Linked DNA regions of Mus musculus: regions 2, 3 and 4 are each linked to region 1. A link is a contact called in public HiChIP or PLAC-seq and promoter capture Hi-C data. All regions are on one chromosome and are shown on one strand. Each heading gives the region's core, a stretch centred on a gene start, on an enhancer-like site or on the middle of the called end of the contact. The rest is flanking DNA. Distances are from core to core; before and after follow the strand shown.

The links. Promoter capture Hi-C pulls out the DNA fragments that hold promoters and counts their contacts. HiChIP or PLAC-seq counts read pairs in DNA pulled down with a chosen protein or histone mark.
Region 2: a contact with region 1 is called in an H3K4me3 HiChIP or PLAC-seq map of the 230-238 cell line, with 11 read pairs. The contact joins the enhancer-like site here to the promoter of Txnrd3 in region 1. A contact is called at or near these places in 8 of 39 promoter capture datasets (the 3T3-L1 cell line, the C10 cell line, the HPC-7 cell line and 4 more), 1 of 15 datasets of contacts at CTCF or cohesin (large pre-B cells), 7 of 484 Hi-C or Micro-C datasets (the HL-1 cell line, LSK cells, the N1E-115 cell line and 3 more), 9 of 115 datasets of contacts at active chromatin or transcription factors (the 230-238 cell line, bone marrow-derived dendritic cells, bone marrow-derived macrophages and 5 more) and 2 of 9 other capture datasets (adipose tissue and embryonic tail).
Region 3: a promoter capture Hi-C map of liver shows a contact between it and region 1, with 2.2 times the contacts expected there. The contact joins the enhancer-like site here to the promoter of Txnrd3 in region 1. A contact is called at or near these places in 12 of 39 promoter capture datasets (the 3T3-L1 cell line, 3T3-L1-derived adipocytes, the C10 cell line and 8 more) and 3 of 115 datasets of contacts at active chromatin or transcription factors (the 230-238 cell line and large pre-B cells).
Region 4: an H3K4me3 HiChIP or PLAC-seq map of the 230-238 cell line shows a contact between it and region 1, with 12 read pairs. The contact joins the enhancer-like site here to the promoter of Txnrd3 in region 1. A contact is called at or near these places in 7 of 39 promoter capture datasets (the 3T3-L1 cell line, the C10 cell line, the SN4741 cell line and 3 more), 1 of 15 datasets of contacts at CTCF or cohesin (large pre-B cells), 3 of 484 Hi-C or Micro-C datasets (the G1E-ER4 cell line, embryonic stem cells and pro-B cells) and 4 of 115 datasets of contacts at active chromatin or transcription factors (the 230-238 cell line, bone marrow-derived macrophages, large pre-B cells and 1 more).

Annotation. Positions count from the first base shown.
Region 1 is chr6:89,640,716-89,645,612 of GRCm38.p6, forward strand. Txnrd3 (thioredoxin reductase 3) reads left to right here and starts at 3,273. Exons shown (of 16, transcript NM_001178058.1): 1 at 3,273-3,687. The coding sequence starts at 3,418.
Region 2 is chr6:89,255,409-89,260,443 of GRCm38.p6, forward strand. No RefSeq gene overlaps it. Among named protein-coding and RNA genes, the nearest start is that of Gm36735, 16 kb to the right of the region's middle. Within about 2 kb of position 2,898, at least 80 of the 459 cell types and tissues checked have an H3K27ac peak or open chromatin away from gene starts, as enhancers often do. A contact at or near this core is called in the 230-238 cell line, the HPC-7 cell line, the N1E-115 cell line and 4 more, where this site is marked.
Region 3 is chr6:89,167,768-89,172,604 of GRCm38.p6, forward strand. No RefSeq gene overlaps it. Among named protein-coding and RNA genes, the nearest start is that of Gm1965, 29 kb to the left of the region's middle. Within about 2 kb of position 1,649, at least 3 of the 459 cell types and tissues checked have an H3K27ac peak or open chromatin away from gene starts, as enhancers often do. A contact at or near this core is called in liver, where this site is marked.
Region 4 is chr6:89,298,407-89,302,905 of GRCm38.p6, forward strand. No RefSeq gene overlaps it. Among named protein-coding and RNA genes, the nearest start is that of 4930512J16Rik, 15 kb to the left of the region's middle. Within about 2 kb of position 1,610, at least 10 of the 459 cell types and tissues checked have an H3K27ac peak or open chromatin away from gene starts, as enhancers often do. A contact at or near this core is called in the 230-238 cell line and pro-B cells, where this site is marked.

The DNA of each region.
Region 1 (4,897 bases), core at 2,023-4,522:
TGGAGGGTAGGAAGGCCTTCTGGTGGGAGGTTAGACACGGTCCGTTAGGGGAAAGTCTATCCCATGGTTCAAGCACAGCGGGCCTTGATGAGCAGAGACAGTCTATGGTTTTAGAGCTTTATTGTAGAAAGGCCGGGGGGGGGGGGGGAAGAGAGAAGGTAGAAAGAGGGAGAGAGGCCAGCCATGGCCACGTGGAAAGAAGGGGGAAAGGAGAGAGAGTAAGAAATGTGAGGCCTTAAAGAGAGTGAGGAGGGGGCCAAGCAGCTCTTTTTATAGTGGGCTGGGCTATTTTGTAACTGTGGGGGTGGAGTCTAGCCAGAATGCCAGGAGCTTGGGATATTGTCTGTGTGACTAATAGTCACACACCTCTCCTGTGGGGGCTGTGGGGGCAGTAACTTGGACAGGAGCCAGGGGTCCAGGAGACATGATCGAACACCTTCCGTTCCATGTAGGTGAAAATCATCACCCATCGGGTCCCCTGGGGTTCTAGATCTTTGCTCGACTGGAGACCAGGCTGTCTGTGCGCAGCTCACTGCCCCAAAAGAGAAGCTTTTTCTTGTAGTGGATAGTAATTAACACAGCAACCCACACAACAGGGCAATGTGCAGAGAGAGAGAGAGACATTGGAGCACTCAGTTCTAAATGGGATGGCTTCAGCAAACCCCTCCCTATGAGGTTCTATGCAGAAGAGAAGGCAGAAGATTGTCGGAGACAGAGGTGAAGGACAATTCCAAGAAAACATCGTCTTCTAGGCACAAGACTGATGCACATATGAGCTCAGAGACTATGACACCATGCACAAGGCCTGCAACAGGTTCCAACAGATCCCAGGGTCTTAAGCTGTGGGTCATGACCTCAAGTGACATGACACAAAATGTGGGGTGTATGACAATTTTGACAGCAGTAAAAGGTTTCTGAAGGGGGCTGGAAAGATGCTGAGCAGCGAAGAGCACTCACTGTTCTTATAGAGAACCTGGGTTTGGTTCGCAGCATGCACATGGTAGCTTCCAAGTATCTGCAATTCCAGTTCCAGGAGGTCTGACACCACGGCTGACATCTATGGGTCCTTGTATACATGTGGCATACATACATGTACTCCACACATTCGAGAGCTACCCTCCTACATTTTCTGAGGTTTGTGAAAGCCCAACAACCAATTCAAAATCAAAACACAATGAATCAAAGGTGATTCTGCCAGTTAGGCCTTGCCAGTGTTGTTACCTGACTTCAGTGAGACAGCCTCGGTTTCAAACACAATGCATGCGCGCCTGTTGCCCTGTGCATGCCATCAAACCTGCACACAGCCCACAAACACTGCCTGAAACACCATGCCTTAGAATGGAAGACGGCAATACTGTGCAAGGCAGTGTTCTTAAGTCTACAGCAGATTTTTCTGTTGCTATAAAAACGAATGATTTAATTACAGAAAACAAAGAATTTTAATATTTTCCTCCCAGCGTTCCTCAGCATGTAAGGAACAAATTAGTATATATTTAGATTTGTATTGTGTTAGAATGTTTGATTTCAAAAATTGCTATTTGAGCTGCATACTTAAGTTTCATAAAAAAAAAATGTTAAATGAGTGTTGGCTTGGGATTAGAGCAGAACTTCCAACCATTTCTAAGATAGCTCTAAACACTCTTTGTATTTATGCAAAGCAACACTCTCGGTATTGACAATTATAAAATTAAAATATTGATCAATTATGAAAAACAGTGACAATGTTCTACCTTCTATGGTATTGAATTTTCAGCCAAGATTTGTTTTATGTAAAAACAAACAACCCTATCCATCCATCTCATTAGAATGTAAATTTGCTCTCATCTTTAATAAAGGGTGAAATTATAAAGGTACCTAAGATTTTCCTAAAAATTAAATTCATTATGATTTATTACCAGTAAATGTTTGTGAATCTGTTGAATGTACTTTTGAGATCATGTGAAATCATTCAGGTTAAAAAGGGTTGCAAGTGAAAAAGATTTGAGTTTTAGTAGGGTCTTCTAGGGTTCAAGGGTTGGTGATAACAAGTCTGGCTCAAATGTTTGAAGCAGCCCTGGTTGAGCCTGCCCTTCAGACAGGCACCAGATACACTGGCCATGCAGTTTTCCTCAAGGCCTCTGTGGAGTGGGCGTTCCAGACCACAGGTGCTAAGGATAGTCCAGCTAACTGACTAACAGTGGCCACTAATTAGAGTCCGTGCCTCTGCTCATTTACAGGAAGCTGAACTTCAGAAGGGCTGCTTACAGCAATAACTTTAAAACGTGAGCCCAGGGAGAGGGCTCAGTTGATAAAATGTTTGCATACCGCCTGTTCTTATTTGACCTTCTTTCCAAATGGTTCCTGTGTTGGGGATGGCTTGAGAATCCATTGTGCCCTAGTTATTTCCTGTTGCTGTGATAACAACACTAACCAAAAACAACTTAGAGGAAGAAAGGGTTTATTTGGGAAAAGTCCCAAGTCACACTCCATTATTGGGGGAAGTCAGAAAACCCAAGAAGGAGCAGAAGCTGACTGCTGCTCGTGGGCTTGCTCTCGATAGCTCACTCAGCATGCTCTCTTACCACCTAGGACCACCTGCCCAAGGGTGGCACCCCCTCCCCAGTGGGCCTGATGCCACCACATTTATCATTAATCAGAAAATATTCCACAGGCTTGCCTACAGGCCAATCTGAAGGAAGCATTTCCTCAGTTGAGTCTCTTTCCAGGTGACTCTAGTATGCTCCAAGTTGACAAAAACTAAGCAGTACACTGTCACAGTGAATTGCTGAGGGTGTGTGTGGGTTGAGGGGTTGGGGAGGTAGTAACCTAGGAACCTCATATTGAAACTGAATTGCAATAGTAATTTTTATTCAGCTTCAGTAGTGCAAATTAAAAAAGAATCAGTATTTCCTAGACAAGGTTTTTGTCACATTTTCTGAAATAAAGTGGAGACATCTACCCTTCCTGAAAAGCACCTATTTTGAGATTGGTGGAGAATCAGGAGCGGAAGGAACTGTAGAGAGGCCTCTGGGTGTCAAAAACTGTGGTAAAACGATAATGAAAACAGTAATTACAAGAAGAGCAGAGCATACAAGCTTGATTCCGCACCTTTGAAAATGGCAAGTGACTGCCACTGTGCCACTGGGTGGTAGACAGAGTAGTTTGCAGGCTCACCAGGCTGAGCTAAGGGGGCGTAGCTTAGCCCTGTGGAGGCCTGGAGGTGGGGCAAAGTTTTCCCGGGGGCGTGGCCGGTCGGTAGGCGGGCCCTCTCCGTGGGTCGCGCGGTCGGGGGCGTGGCCCCGTAGCTGTCCGGTGCGCCCGCGGCCAGTGCGTAGCGTTCTCAAGTTCTCAGCGGCTTTGCCGGCGTCGTCCCCTAGGCGGCCGCCCGCGTCCCGGTTCCTCAGCAGGCCCGGCTCGGCCCGGAGCGACAACAAAGCCCTGGAGAAGCCACCGTCCCCGCCGCCGCCTCCTCGGGCGCAGACCTCGCCCGGGCTGGGGAAGGTTGGAGTCCTCCCCAACCGCCGCCTGGGTGCTGTCCGTGGCGGCCTCATGTCGTCGCCACCCGGCCGCCGCGCCCGCCTGGCCTCCCCTGGGACCAGCCGCCCGTCTTCTGAGGCCCGCGAGGAGCTGCGGCGCCGCCTGCGGGACCTCATCGAGGGCAACAGGGTGATGATCTTCAGCAAGAGTTACTGTCCACACAGCACGCGGGTAGGCGGGGCCGGCCGTAGCAGAGCTCTGGGGCGTGGCCTGATGGGCAGGGTCTAAGCAATCCCGGTGGGAGGAGGGAAGTGAAGGTGAAGCCAGGACAGGGTGGGCCGGGCGGGGAGGAGCGTCGATAAAGAGGCTGGGTAAGTTTGTGAGCCGGATCTGGGGACTGATCAGAGGTCTGAGCAGTGAGCCGGGCGAACCCCGGGCTCAGTAGTTAGCGCCTGGTGGGCGGGGTCTGAGCAAGGTTGGTGGGTGGGGCGAAGCGGAGGTCTGTGGAGGGTGCTTGATGGGCGTAACCGGAATAGGGTCTGGGCGGGGCTCATTGGGCGGATTGGAACCGTGGAAGGGGGTCCTGGTGGGAGGGGCTAATAGGGAGGGTCTGAGTGGAACTCTGTGGGTGGGACCTAGTGTATGGGGGGTGGGGGGTAAGGGAGGGTTTGGGTGGAACTTAGTGGGCGGGCGGTCCTGCGCTGACATATGGGAGGTGGGCGGGGCCTGAAGGTGGACGGAGTAGGGCTTTTGTAGCACTTTCCCAGGTTTCATTGCCTACCTTCTCTGACTCACTACGGGGTCCCGGGAGGTTGCCATCTAGGGAAACATTTGCTTTCCAGCCTGATAATGGGCTTTAGTTAAAAAAAAAAAAAAAAGAACAACCAAAAAATATTTAAAATTGTTGTCTTATTAAAATAGGATTGCGTGGCTAGCTGAAGCTGGATCTAGATCCCATTTGTTAACTAGCATGTTTGGCTCCTTGACCAGGTTTCAGAACTAGCAGGGAGCTTGTAAGATGAAGGTAGAGGAGGTTTTAAGAACCATGGAAGTCGTGGCTAGTTTAAGCTCTGTTGCACACTCTGTAATTTGGGGCTGGGTGGGCATTCGACATTGTTTTCATATTATGAGATAAAAATATTCTTATTGAAATCTTTGGAAGGAAGATGCAAGATGGGGCTGTTCAATATCTTGATGTTTACTTAACATTATGAGAAAGTTGAAACAATAAAGGCCAGGTGTGTAACTTAGTGGGAGCAAGGCCCTGGCTTCCATTTCTAGCACAATTTAAATGAAAAAAAAAATAGATGCTTGGGCAGAAGGATCATGTATTCAAGGCCAGCCTGGGCTCCTATTAAGAGTGCTACCACAAGAAACGGGATGAAATGGTGCCAGCTCCAGGACCAACGTTCCATCCCCAGAACTCGTATTAAAACAGATG
Region 2 (5,035 bases), core at 1,648-4,147, 390 kb before region 1:
CGAGAGAGCACCATCCTTCTAGATCACAGAGACAATCTTCTCTTACGAGTTCTTCTCCTGAAGAGCCTGGGAGCCTATGGAAGGGAGCTTCACTCCTCAGTTTGAGTTGAGTTTACAGAAGCTGTACATGTGCCCAAGGTGTGGTCCAGGCCTGGGGCAGACCGACAGCCAAAGAACCCAGGGTCTGGGTTGGGGCACAGCAGGATACAGAGGTTAGGCGGGAAGCAGAGCCTATGACCAACTGGGCTGAATCATATCTTAGGCTCCCCTATAGTCACATGCTAGTGGACATGGGAAGATTCAGGACGTTCCTGCTGTGTGTCTATCTCTATATCGTTCTTCTCTCTCTCTCTCTCTCTCTCTCTCTCTCTCTCTCTCTCTCCCTCCCTCCCTCCCTCCCTCCCTCCCTCTCTCTCTCTCTCCCTCTCTCTCTCTCTCTGTCGTCTCTCTGTTTTTTGCTCTTTCCCATTCCTATTTCCTCTTTGTCTCTTCTCTCTTGCTGTTTCCCATCCTCTGATGGGAGGCCACCTCTGATGACCTCTTTTCCCTCTGTATCTCTGCATCTGTCTTTGTCCCTCTCTCTATGCCTTTTTCCATACCCTTGTTTCTCTTTTCCCATGTCTCACAAAGACACACACACACACACACCCCACTCCCAGCTTATCATTCTCACAATCAGCCTTGTTGCCTTTAGCCCGAGCCCAGAGCTCAGCATCTTCCCCTCTGGCCCCTCCTTTTCCTTCTCCTTCCCCAATTAGCCCAGGAAACAGGGGCTGCAACAGCCAATTCAGCCTCAGCCTGGGGCACGCCCGCAGCCAAGAAGCACCTGTCACTTTCAGGTTGTGTCTCAGCTCACTGACGTCTGGCAGAGTACACAGCACACTCTACATAGTATGGAGAGGTTTTCAGGGCCAGAGGGGTGAGCAGAGAGTACACAGGGATGGAGCCCCACCCCTGCTTAGCCAGCATCCCCTCACCCCTCTCTAATCAGCCACTAGAAATATCTCATGTCCTCTGAATGGTAGGCTCTTTCCAGGTCCATGGGTGGTATCCTGACCCCCCCCCCACCCCAAAGCTAGCCTTGCCCTGGATGGGAAAAACCTAGCATCTAGAAGAAAATAGATGCTCACAGGGACTGTGCATGTCCTTGTGTGCCAGGCGCACCTATGAGCATGAGCAGGTAAGCTCCTGTTGTGTATGCCCACTACCTGTGCTACAAACTGATACAAAGGAGCTCAAGACTGCTGCAGACATCTCCTGTCACTCACAGTGTCTGTTCTACTAGGTGAGACCTCACCCCACACTCTCAACAGTTGGAAGAGCTGAAAGTGATCTGCCTGTACACAGCAAGAGGCAGGCAGTGGCCTTGGTGGAGACCTGAGAAGCCTGTGTCTGGGACATCTGAAAGCCAGAGTGCTGCACAGGACAACGGACAGAGCATCAGGGATGTGAGCTGTGTGGGGGCTGCCATAATTAAGGCCAACAGGAAACAGGCACACCGAGCAAGCGTTACCCAGCAGAGGATGATGCGACCCCCAGAAGTCTTCCCAGGGGCCTGGTACTAGAAAGCGAACCCCATCATACAGAACCAGAGGGGCCCTGAGATCCTCTGCTGGTACTGGAAAAGGCCAGCGTGAAAAGGAGCCCTAACTTCCTTTTTCCAGCAGAATCAGCTGACCTGTGACATAAACATAATGAATCAGCAAGTTTCTATCATGTAACACACCGTCTAGAAGCTTAAGGCTCAAAAGAACCAAGCTCTGGGCATCTGGGTACAGACCTAACCCAGCTCTACCAGGCTCTCCCATACCTTGATTAATAGATGGGGCCATTGCTCACGCCCAGGCTCCCTAGCTGAGCCTCAGCTTCTCATCCTCCTACAATGGTTGGCTGGCTCACTCCATGGCAGCCTCTGCAGACAGCAAGTTCTTATGCATGTTTCCCAGTGCCCCTTGGCTAAACCAAGTCATAAGGCCGGGCCTATTCCAAATGTGAGTAAGTAATAAACCCCTTCTGGAAAAGAAGGACCGCAGAGGCCTGTGATGAAAGTTAAGCCCAGGGAGAAGTAGAGGAAATACGTGGATGGACAGTTTTACAGGTCAGTCCTCTGGAGGATGTGTAGCCATCCCCAGTGGCTACCACGCAAACTCAACAGGGCTACACCGGTATGGTGTGCAGGCAGAAGCCAGCCTGGGTGTAGCCTACTGCAGGAAGTCAGGAAACTGTGGCTCACGTAATGACATCCTGTCTAAGTACCAATTCCACCCAGCACAGGCTTGCCACTTGCCAGTGTGGCTCCTGTTCCCAGTGGTTCCAGAGAAGTTGGCCATCTATGACTTCACATGAAGTCTCTGGAGTGTTGAACGTTATCCACTAATTAAAACTCTTCCAGTGCTCCTGACAGCATCTGCGCTTTGGAATGCTGTATAATGATGATACCACATGCCACAAGGGATGTGTCAACCCTGAAGGGACATGCAGCTCCATGAAGTCCTTGTGTGGCTACAGAACCTTTGGCCAGGGGCAAGCAGGGGGGCTGGGTCCAGACCCTGAATTCCCTGGAGGCTGGTTTAGGAGCAGGATATTGGGCTGGGGGGGGGGGGCGGCGGTGCTTGAATAGCAGAACTGCAGACACTGGAGTCAGGGTGAGGAGGCTGGGAATGCCACAGGCAGGCTGCTGGCTTGAGATAGGCTCCTCTCTCATCTTGCTGCTGTTCACCTAGGTGGACATAGACTTCTGTGCTCAAGAAAGCCAGACCTGACTGGGCTTCCAGGTCAGCCTTGGCTGATTAGTGTTGGGAGCCCAGGAAGGCACCGTAGTCTTTCTACAGTAGCTGTAGCTGTTGTTCTGCAGTGTCTGCAACAACGAGAAGAGCTGGGCTGGAGCTGGGGCAGGCGGGGCAGGGCTGTGGCAGATGACTTAAGGCCTGGTGACCTGATTAGTTTTGTTATTTTGACTCAGCTAGAGTTATCTGGAAAGAGGAACCACAACTGAGAAGATGCTTGCTGTAAGATTAGCCTGTGGGCAAGTCTGTGAGGCATTTTCTAAATGGTTAATGTACAAGGGCCCAGTTTACTATGAGTGGTGGCACCCCTGGGCAGGTAGTCCTGGGAGGTCGAAGAAATGTACCTGGATGTCAGCCTGAGGAGTAAGTCAGCAAGCAGTGTTCCTCCACAGCCTCTTCAGCTCCTGCCCCTGGGTTCCTGCCTTGGATACTGGCTCTGCCTTCAATTCATGGTCGACTGCTAGTTATAAACTGAAGTAAATTAAAGTTTGCTTTCTATTACTGCTCTAAAACACCATGACCGAAGGTAACTTGGGAACTCCCCCAAGGTTGGGTTAGGGTTAAGAATCAGGGAGACTAAAGTTAAACACCATGAAAGACCACAAGTCTCTAGAAACCTGCACCCTGGAGTTCCACCTACCAGGGACTCCAAGGATAAGACTGAGCCTACGGTGGCTCTGTCTCCAGCTCATAGGGGAAGCAGATAGTCTACGGAAGGCCTGGTTTCTCCATTTGTGTGACTGTGTGTATTGAGGCCCCGGCCCGGATCCCAGGCCAGGGGTTCTGAGACAGACACTGCTCATCTTCTGGGTGGGGTACTACTCATGTGCTCCCCAGAGCTTGGCCTCATTCAGATCCTCACACAGAGTGGAGTCCATCTGGATGGCTGGAGTACTACGCTGGCCACAGGATATCATGGCAATGGGAACCTGGAAGAGAGGCCTGGGGTAGAGCGGCGGTGCTGTTATAAGAGGTTCAGAGCTTACTAAAGGGACCCAGAAAGCCAGGGATGCAGCATGCTGGAATCAAGCTGCCCACTTCTGCAAAAGCAGCTGTCTAGGTGTCCAGCATCCAGCATTAGGGCCTGCTCTTATCTAAGATGAGCTACCCTACCTGGACAGGTCTGAGTTCCATCGCCATCCAACCTGCCTTCTGTCAGGGTTAGTACATGGCAGGGCTGCTCCTGAGTCCCCCAGGGATGGCTAAGCTATACCAGAATCCCCTCTAGAGAGGAGAAAGGAGGAGCAGATGGCTAGCTGGGACTGGGGTTCCTGGGAGCTCCTAGGGAAACTGACACAGCGTGGAGGAGAAAATGACAGAGTGGAAATTAGGTCAAACTCTGAAGGAGGAGAGAAGAGCTGGCGTGATGGCAGAGAGGGGCCCAAGAGGGCCAGCGCTGCCACACGGAGAAAGGGGTGACGGGAAAACTTTCTCCAATTATGTGCAGGAGAGCCAGCGTGTGTCAGCCAGGCTGCCTTATGATAGCAAATGACTGGGAGAAGCAGGCGCTTAATGGGTTTTTCACTGCCATCAGTTAACCCGAGCAAGTGGCCCTGGTGACAGCATGGGACAGAGGAGGGTGCTGGGCTCAAGAGCTCTTGGGCTGGCTGATTTCCAGTCTGGGCTTGGCCACAGGATTTCCGTGACGGTGACAGGAGGATGTACGGGACCAAGGGTGTGCTTACTCCTCAGACCTGCCTCAGACCACATGTTCTGCTTTACCTGGCCTGGCTGGGACCCAGGGCTCACTAGCAAGAGCCACACACACTCCCCTCTAAGGGGATACTGTGATGAGGCCAAGCAGCGCAGTTGAGACGGAGCTTGTACACACGCCTGGGGCAGCTACGCATAGATGCACAAACATGACTATTCTAATGCCCACCGAGTCTCTCATACACTAACACATACACAGATACCTAGACCCACTGGAGCATGCAGGCACACAGCAGGACACAGACCCACACACATACTCACTCATGGGCACAGGCATGCTTATAGACATCCATGGAAATCCAGACCCAAAGGTAACAGATAACCAGATAACAGACATCCAACATACCTCCTCACAAAGCACCCAGGCACATAGAGAGAGTCTCTGAAAGAGACATAGGCAGATAAGGATACCCCCCCCTCCACACACACATATACGTATTCATAGGCACCCAAGGACACAGGCGTGGACACAAATGACACCCCAGACACTCCCAAAAGCTCATGATCATACACATAAAGAGTGACCAGAACTTTCT
Region 3 (4,837 bases), core at 399-2,898, 470 kb before region 1:
AATCCCAGTTCACTGTCTCTGCTACCTGATAGCAGTTTGAAATGTGAACTCCCAGCTTCCTGCCCCAGCCAAATCTTCCAATTTTCCCATTACAAATCATTATCTCTCAGAAATTGGACACCATCATTAACTTCTTCCTTCTGTGTTGCCTTGGTGATGAGATGTTCTCAGAGAATTACTAAAGAAACTAATACAGGTATAAGTGAAGCAATACTTGAATATTTTGGATGAGCATTTTCAACTAAGAATCTCCAAATAACTGAAAAACACAGTCAAAGCCTAGAAACCAAGCATGACTGATCTTAAAAGTCTATGCAACATTGCTCATGTCTGAGCAATAAACATAGTAATTACAGAAGCACCCAAGGAAAAGTCCACAAACTACTAAGAGAGGGCAAGAAGAAGAAATTAAAGGAGAACATAGGGAACATTAAAGCAAAGTCCTCTAAGGCAAGCATAGGGAAACACAGAAAGTTAGGTCTGTCAGTACAAGACTACCTTGCTCTACACAGTAAGTTAAAAGACAGCCAGGTCTATGAAGACAGAATCTTTATCAAAACAAACAAGTGAGCAGCCATACAAACATCACAAGATAGATTGGTGTATTCCAGCACTCTCCCTCCCACTGGCTCTGCGACTGGGGCTTCTTCATTCATCTCTGAAGGGAACAGGCTGTCTGAATTGGGAGTCTGAGAGCATTTTCCATTCTGGTCACCCATCATGACGGCCCTTAGGGGCTCCAACCTGTCTATGAAGAAGAGAGAAAGATGATTGTAAGAGCTTGAAGAAGAGGCCAAGACCAAGAAGCTGTTCTGAGATGAAAAACTGAAGAGGAGACCAGAGTCAGGGGCAGAGCCTGTGGGTGTGGGACTGGGTCACTGCAGGGGCCAATGCCCAAAGCAGCCAGGAAGCCACACCTGTCTGGGCACCTAAACACAACCTCTGAGGCAGGAGGACCCCAAGTTCATCATCTACCTGACCTATAGGACAAGCTCCAGGCCTAGATCCCAGGCCAGCCTGCCTGCTTCTGAGAGACCCTTTCTTACAACACAAAGTCATAGGATCAAAGGAGCTGAGGGCTCAGGGTCTGCCAAGGGCCTCCAGTGGGCGAGAGCCAGGGATCCATCCTGAGAACCACAGGGGTAAAGCACAATCCTCCAGGTGCCATTCCTTTTACAATCCCCCCATGTCATCCACCAGAAACCCCAGTGGGAACCTCGCTGCTACGCATGAGCTTCGAGAGGACCTAGATCATTCATTCCCCCAGCCCCAGCACGGCACTATACTCAGAGTTCTAGTCAATAGGATGGGAAGACAGGGCTCTTCAACTCAGCACAACCAAAACCTGCCCTAGAAGGAGCCTACCTCCACAGGCTGAGAAAGAACCTTCCTAGATTACCAAACAGGCTGTGTGTCTTGTGTGACTCATTTTCCTGGATTGGCCTTCCTCACAACATGCTGATGAGAAAACTTCTCTAAAGTCTCTGGACTGTTCTTTGAGAGGGCTTGCCCTGACTCCTACCTTGAACTAGAAGCTGTGTCTACCGCAGTCTGCAAACAAAAGGCTGCTGTGTGCCCTTTTATAGCCTCAAGATGCATGGTGGGTATGGCCTGGGACACCAAGAGTCAATCACTCAATGGAGATGGTTACACCTGAGTTGTACCTGCTAGGCTGCTTGGCTAGCTTAGGTCAAAAGGCCAAAGGTAGCAGGCAGAGGACAGAAGCTTCCATCGTCCCTGTACTTACACAGCCTTACATATAGATTACATGTAGGCTTGCTGGGATCTCTGATGTGAGTTTTGAAAAAGTGTAAAATGTTGAGACACCAAACATGTTTCAGGTGAATCCTAAAAAAAAAAAAAAAAGTATGTAAGGCAGGACAGGGTGGGTAAGGACTTTAATCCCAGCAGATGGATCTTTAGTCCAAACTCAGTCTGATTGCCAAAGTGAATTCCAGGAAAGCCGTGGCTATGTAGAAACACTCTGTTTCAAAACAAACAGACAATAAATCAAACCTGCAAGGTGCATTTAAATGGTGTTGTGTGACCCGTCTTGTTGACTTGGGCTTCCTAACACTATGCTGGTGATGTTTCTACACCAAAGTCTGGTTCTGTTTTTCAGGAGGTGTTGCCTTGAACCTACCTAGATCTAGAAGTTGTGTCTATGGCTGTCTGCCACAAGAAGACTGCTGTGGCCACTGGTATAGTCTCAAGGTGAGTGGTGGATATGGCCTGGACACCAAGACTCAATCGTTCAATGGACATGGTTATACAGGAGTTGAAGGCCTAGCTCTGCTTAGCTTATCCCACAAGACACTGGCACTTTTAGTCAAGGCTAAAGAAGGAGAAAGAGGTAAAAGTGTTCCTACCTGAAACTGAGTGACCCTGTGAGGCCTTCAGGAGAGGCACTTTGGGTGCTTCTCTGTGCATATGTGTGTACACAGATTTATTCTTTCCTTCAAATGACTCAATGGCTGGGGTGCTACAAATCCAAGATGGGCTGCCTCAGATTGCAAGAATTGAGCATTTGGTAGCTGTTTAGCCTGCAAAGCTGGAGGTCTCCGCTGAGATTCACTATACACCTGCATGCTGCTGCCTCCTCCTGTGCCCCCAAATAGGCTCCAATCCCAGAGAAGGAGAGGACTGGGTCATGAGGCCAAAGGACACAGAATAGGGAAGAATCTTCCATTTTCCATGCTCTTACATGGACGACATGTAGATTAGAGGTAGGTTGTTGAATCTCCAAAAGGACATTTGAAAAAGTGCAAAACATTGAGACACCAAATATGTTTCAGGCGAATCAAAAAAAAAAAAAAAAAAAAAAAACAAACAAACAAAAACCCTAAAAAATAAAACAAAACAAAAACCAATCAATATATAAAGTATGGTGTGGTGGCTCAGGCCCTTAATCCCTGCACTGGGGAGAGAGGCAGATGGATCTCTGAGTTCAAGCTTAACATGATTGCAAGAGTGAATTACAGGAGAGCCAGGACTATGTAGAGACACTATGTCTCAAACAAGCAGGTAAAAAACAATCACATGAGTGAGAAGTCATTTAAAGCACATGAAAAAGAGTGATGGTTCCTGCAGCCTCCCTCCCTCCAGCCTCCTTTCTTCTTTCTACGCCAATGCTAATTCCCTGTATAAAGAAATGAGACAAGAACCAGAAAGTAGAGAACACTTTATTGCATAATGCAGCAGGGTGATTCCAGGAGTGACAGTGGTCTGTGCTAAGGGGGAAGGACACATTATAGGGCATTGGGAGGGTGGTCTCACATCATTTGAAAGGCTAGAACTGACATCTGAGGGCAGGGCAGGACAGGGCAGAAATAGAGGATGGGGGTAGGTGATGGGGTCCTTTCTTAGAGGCAACAATAGAGAGTCCTGTCACCACCTTGGCACAGTGGAATGCCCTGGGGGAAAAAACTTTAAGAATTGGGAGGCAGCACCCAGGGGACAGTTCCTGACAATCTGGGAACCAAGGGAGAATACATCAGAGTCCACAGTACTGGGAAAGTCTCTCAAGCTACACTTCTTGCTCTTTGTCTTCTGGAGGTCCGATTCTGGCTGAGAGTTGTTCTGAGGCAGGTTGTAAATTTTATGCTGGAGGGCTCAGATGCACAGCCCCCCACCACAGCAAGGTTTCCTGAGGTAGGTTGCTTCTGACCAACCAGGGGTATGAGACGCTATTGGGCCAGTACAGAAGCTGGTAGAAATGGCCTTTTCTGATGGAGTAGAACAACACCAAAACTCTAGGAGGGCATCTTGCAGATATGTCAGTGAAGATGAATGCAAGGGTCTGTTTTAAGACTGTGGATGAGAGCTAAGGGGTTTATGACTGAAAATCTTTAAGACAGTAGAGCATGGACCCTGGCCAAAGGGACACCGTGTGGGGTGTTTCTGGAGAGCTCAGATGAACCACGGAGACTTAAAAGAGAAGGCGCCCGGGTAAAACCCTGAAAACTGGAGGTATGAAGGTGTTCTAGGGGCTGGGCTGGGGGCTCAGAGCATAGGGCTAGGGAAGGAGAAAGAGGCAGGAGTTCTGGGCTGAGATCAGGTCTTGGAAAGCCAGGATCCCATCTTTTTATACTGCCTCTCAAAGGGGTCTATTCTGCAAGATTCAATGAGTTGTCTGGTTCCTCTTCCTCCATAAAGTTGAAAAAATCTCCTGGCAGAGTGAAGACCACCAAGGGTTTGGAGTTTGCTGATCCCATGGGACGATGACATGGGGCAGCTGCTGCCACTATGCCAGCAATGTGCTGCTCTTCCCCTTGTGGAGAAAATCTGCAGGTCCGCATTGACCACACTACCGACGAAGCAAGAGTCAATCTCATACAGTTGTCTGTCTCTTCGGGGTCCAGTCAGACATTTGGACATCAGCGTCATACACTAAGTGGCTGGAACGTGGGAGCTTCTTGGTCCGTGGCTCGACCTGGGTCACCGAGGTGGTGTCTTCCTCTGAGAACTTCCTTGCCCGAAACCAGGGATCTTGCTGCATCGGCTCTGGGGCTGTGTCTTCTTCATTCATCTCTGAAGGGAACAGGCTGTCAGAATCCGGGGTCTGAGAGTGATTTCCATTCTGGTCGCCCATCATGACTGTGCTTAGGGACTTGTCTGTGGGGAAGAGACACAGACGATTACAAGACATTGAAGAAGAAGATGAAGCCAAGACCAAGAAGCTGTCCTGAGATGAACAACTGGAGAGGAGACCAAAAGTCAAGGGCACTGGGTCATTACAGGGGCCAATCCCCAGAGCAGCTAGGAAGCCAGTTTCAGACACACAAGCTTGGGCACCTAAACACAACCTCTGAGGCCGTTCATCCTCTACCTGACCTAC
Region 4 (4,499 bases), core at 360-2,859, 340 kb before region 1:
CACAGAACAACCTGCCCAAAGAAGGCAACCTCTTTATGCTTCTTTGAATGGTTTTCCTTACCAAATTGGGCAGGCTCTTTCTGTTGGCAAGACCTAAAGCTGTACCCTGCTCACTGCAGGCACACTTTGAGGAATAGCTGATATCTTCAAATCAGCTCAGACAAGGGAATGAGGTCTCTGTCCGCACAGTGGGGACACAGGTGTGTTCCCTACATACCACCTATTCTAAAGCCACCTAAGGGCATGATTTTGGTTCTTTAATATCCACCAAGTGCCAGGGTAAGGAGTAAATGGAACCATGGCAGTTACAGGCCTGGGACCCTGAATGTCCTGTCCCCTGTGCCTCCTGCACCGGGTACCCACATTGCCATTTACATTGCCCATGGACCCAGAAAGCTGGTACAGCATATTTTCTGCCCCCTTCCCCACTGCAATGTACACACTAGGCTCTCCACCCGGCCCCACCCCTGCAACATCCTGGGCAGTCCGGCTTGATCAACAGCAGGATGCCTGGACTCCACCACTGCCACCCCCACCCCCACCCCCGGCTTCCTCATGCCTGTGACCAGAGGCCAGTGTTTTGATGAAATTTTCAGAAGCTATGCATCTTTCAGGAGCAGGGAGGTGGAGAGTCAGTGTGGAGGTGGGGAGTGGGGGACGGAGGTGGCGTAGTGGTAGGGGTGGGGGTCGGCATGGAGAATGGTGCTCCCTGGATATTTTCTCTTTGAGGAAGTTTGAGCCCAGTATCTGGCACAAGCCAAGGCAGTGATGTTGGCTGTCATTCGGCCCTGGTCTAGACAAGGCCTCTCGTGTCCTTGTCTTGCACTGAACGGCACAGGAGAGGAGCAGCTTCTAGCTACCGTCTGCTGGGCTCATCCAAATCCCAACCTAAGTTTCTGAATTTTAGATGCTAATGGAAGACAGAAGGTGGGAAATTAAGGGGCCTGAGGAATGGAAGAAGTCCCTCATCCTGGGGCCCAGGTTGCCTTCCTGCTGACTGAGCACTCGGAAGCTTCAACAGAACCGATAAAATCAAATTGCCCACAGAGATAATGCCTGCTTTCCTCAGAGACAACTCTCACAAGGCTGTGGAAAACAGTACGTTCTGCTTGTATGGGGACAGAAAGTCTGTCACCTGGAGTTTGACGCTGAGTGTTTCTCTCATCTAAAGCAAAACGGGGCTCTCTGGTAATTTTACTCCTTCAGGAAAGAGAAAAGTGAGCCAGTGCCTATCTCTATGCTTAGATTTAAACACTGTTAATCTTTAAGCCTTACTGTAAAGCACACCCTTTGGGTGAGTGACTTGGTAAACCCCAGGATCAAATGAAACCATTCTAAATTCTCCTAAGAGTGCCTTACAGCCTTGCTTGGGTGTAGCCTGTCTTTTTCCCATGTGTCCCTCCAAACACTGCTCTGCTGCCTGAAGTGTGTCCTCTTGTCATCTTCTTTTCTGCTTAGAAACTCACCAACTCTCTTCACTCTGGCTTATCTCCAAATTACTTTTTTGCTTGGGTGTAGTCAAGGACCTGACTTCACCTGAGTGGATGTCGCTAGGATCCGAGGGAACTGAAACTGCTCACATCCCTGCTGGGCTGTGGACGCTGGCACATCAGCAGACTCATAGTCAGCCAGTTCTAAGAACTCATTGCGGTACAGGATGCAGGCCACAGGGTCCAGCTGCCCAGAAGGGTCGGTTCTGGCAGGAAGTTTTCCTCTTCACAGGAAGGAGGAACTCTGTGGCTTTCTAGCTTGTTACCTCGGCTTTGTCTTATTGACTGGTGCACCATCGATCTCTCTCGTAGTCTCCCCGCAGCTGACCGTGGTCTGCTCTCCTTCCCCAGGCCAGGCGGCTTAGCCTGGAACAGGCTGGGTTGCCTCTGTGTTTTTCTCTCCATTTTGCAAACGCATTTTTACTCGTAGCATCTCAGCCCTTGACCCTCATTTTCCATCTCCAGTTTCATCTCCTTAAGCAGTCTTTTCCTTAATCCCTGCTCCTTTGCAGCCTTCCATGGGACGCCACTGGCTGCATGGTTTCTATCTCTCCATCTTCAACATTACCTTCTTACCTTTTCCCATTCTCTACATGTGAAAACTCTCCCCTTTCTTAAAATCTCGAATCTCTTCTTTCTAAATCCATGTCAGACATGATGGTGTCTATTCCTAGGTCTTGCTGAATTCTTAACTTTTGTCTCTCTGGGACCCTTCATGTCACTGGCTCCATCCGTGGCTGCTCTTCACAGTGGGAGGATCAAGGGAAGTTGAAAGTTGATGGTGGCCCTGGATGGCCCACAGCTTTAAGGACTGTTCAAGGAGCTTCACTGGGACGCTCCTGCTGAGTGGTTCGTGGTACCTCGGGATCACCGTGCCACAGTGTGTGGGAGTTGTCCTTGGCCTAAGGCCCACCCAGTCTCTCCTCCTACAGTTCAGCAGCCACCACGGGCAGAAGACTGGTTTGCTGAGCCTCTGACACTACAGAAGGTGTCTTGAGTCCCAGGGGACCCCCACCTACCACCACCCAGGCTCTGGCCTCCATGGAGGTCTTCCTCCAAAGCCTGAGAGCAGAATTTACTCCACATGAAAGAGCTCTGAGCTCCACTTTCAAAGTATTTGGGAAAATAAAATAGAAAGATAGGGGACCCTAATTCCATTCCCGACAAAGAAGGGCTGTATGAAAGCCCCAGATGAAGCCAGCCATCTGCTGTGCTGTGAGGACGTGGCCAGAACGTGGCAATTGGGCAAGTTGCACAATAGTGTTTGCGTAGTCGTAGTTCAAATCTCAAGTGTCTCCCCCAAAAGCTCATGTAGTTCAAATCTCAAGTGTCTCTCCCAAAAGTTCATCAGTGGAACACTTGTTCCCTAACTGGTGGAGTTGCTTGGGGAGGTTGAAGAGACATTAGGAAGTGGGTCAGTAGGGCTAGGTCTTTGGTTGTCATAGCCATCCTCCTGGTTGTATCCTCTCTGTTTCCTGGTCCTGTGTGTAAACAGCCTCTGCCACACCCTTGGTCATCCACACACAGCCACTCCTCCCTGCCCTCCCTGCTGTAAGCGAGTGAAACTGAGATCAAGTAAACCTTCCCCCCTTCAGATGCTCCTGTCAGACATTTTCTCACGACAACACAGTAACTAATGCACAGAGCCCAGCCTGTTTCTAATGCACATAGGGATGCAGTTCTCTTTCTTCTCATGTTTTTCTTTCCTTTCTTAAGGAGAAAATGGTGTGTGAGTGTTTGTGGAGGAGTGTGTGTGGAGGTGTAGACCTGTGTGTATATAAGTATGTGTATGGCGTGTCTATGAGGAGGCGTGTCTGGAGGAAGGGTGTGTTTGTGTATGGTGTGTGTGTAGTGGTGTGAATGTGTGGGTGTGTATGTAGAGGGGTGTATGTGAGGGTGTCTTAATTAGAGTGTCTTACTAAGTTCTATTACTGCAATAAAACCTCATGACCAAAAAGCAAGTTGGGGAGGAAATGGTTTATTTGGCTTACACTTCCACAATGTAGTCTATCACTGAAGGAACTCAAGCAGGAACTTAAACAGGAGAGCAACCTGAAGGCAGGAACTAATGCAGAGGCCTAAGATGGATGCTGCTTACCATAAAACCATCCAGCTCAGGGGGTATATATGGGAATGTGTATGGAAATGTATGTGTGTTTGAGGGTGTATATGGGGGTATGTATGGGTGTGTATGCGGGGGGGGGGCAAAGGTGTGAGTGTGTGGATGTATATGGAGAAGGTGTGTATATGTAGGGTGAGTATGTGAATAGAAAGGTACATGTATGGTATGTGTATGTGTATATATGTATACATATGTGTATATCTGTACACACATATCTATATGTGTATATATGGGAATGTATGGGTGTGTATATGGGGGGGATGGGATGGGCCTATGTGGGATGTATGTGAGTATAAGGGTGTGTGTGTGTGTGTGTGTGTGTGTGTGTGTGTGACAGGGTACATCGGAGAACTCGTGTCAACACCTGTAGAAGGGGAAGTGGACTGCTGAGGCATCCCCAGCCCTGGTTCCCAGGAAGGTGAACAGGTATTACACCTTGGCATTTGTTCTATGCACCTCTTTGCTGTATCTTCCTAGGTTTTTAGTAACAGTCTTATTAAAATAGAATAAAGCATGGGGGTCTCTAGTACAGGATTCTCATTGCCCCCACTGGGAAGCTGGAGGATCATCTGGGTTCTTCACCAGTGGTCCCCACTCAGCTGGAGTGAGTGTGAGAGGGGACCCTGGGACTCAACTGGAGTCTAAGGCATGGGAGAAGGAACTCTGGTTCATCTGCAATGGATCACTTCAGTTAAAAGTAGCCAAACATCTAACCTTGGGCCAATAGACATAAAGCCCTAGAAAAGCAGGGGAAAACTGTTAGTATGTATCCTTGGCCTCTTCCCAGGGACTCAGGATCCCCTGAGAGATCTGACAGTCCAACCAACTGCCATCCTTGAGGGTGTGGTTCTGGTATACAGGGGAGAGGGGTGGGAACATGGCCTCAA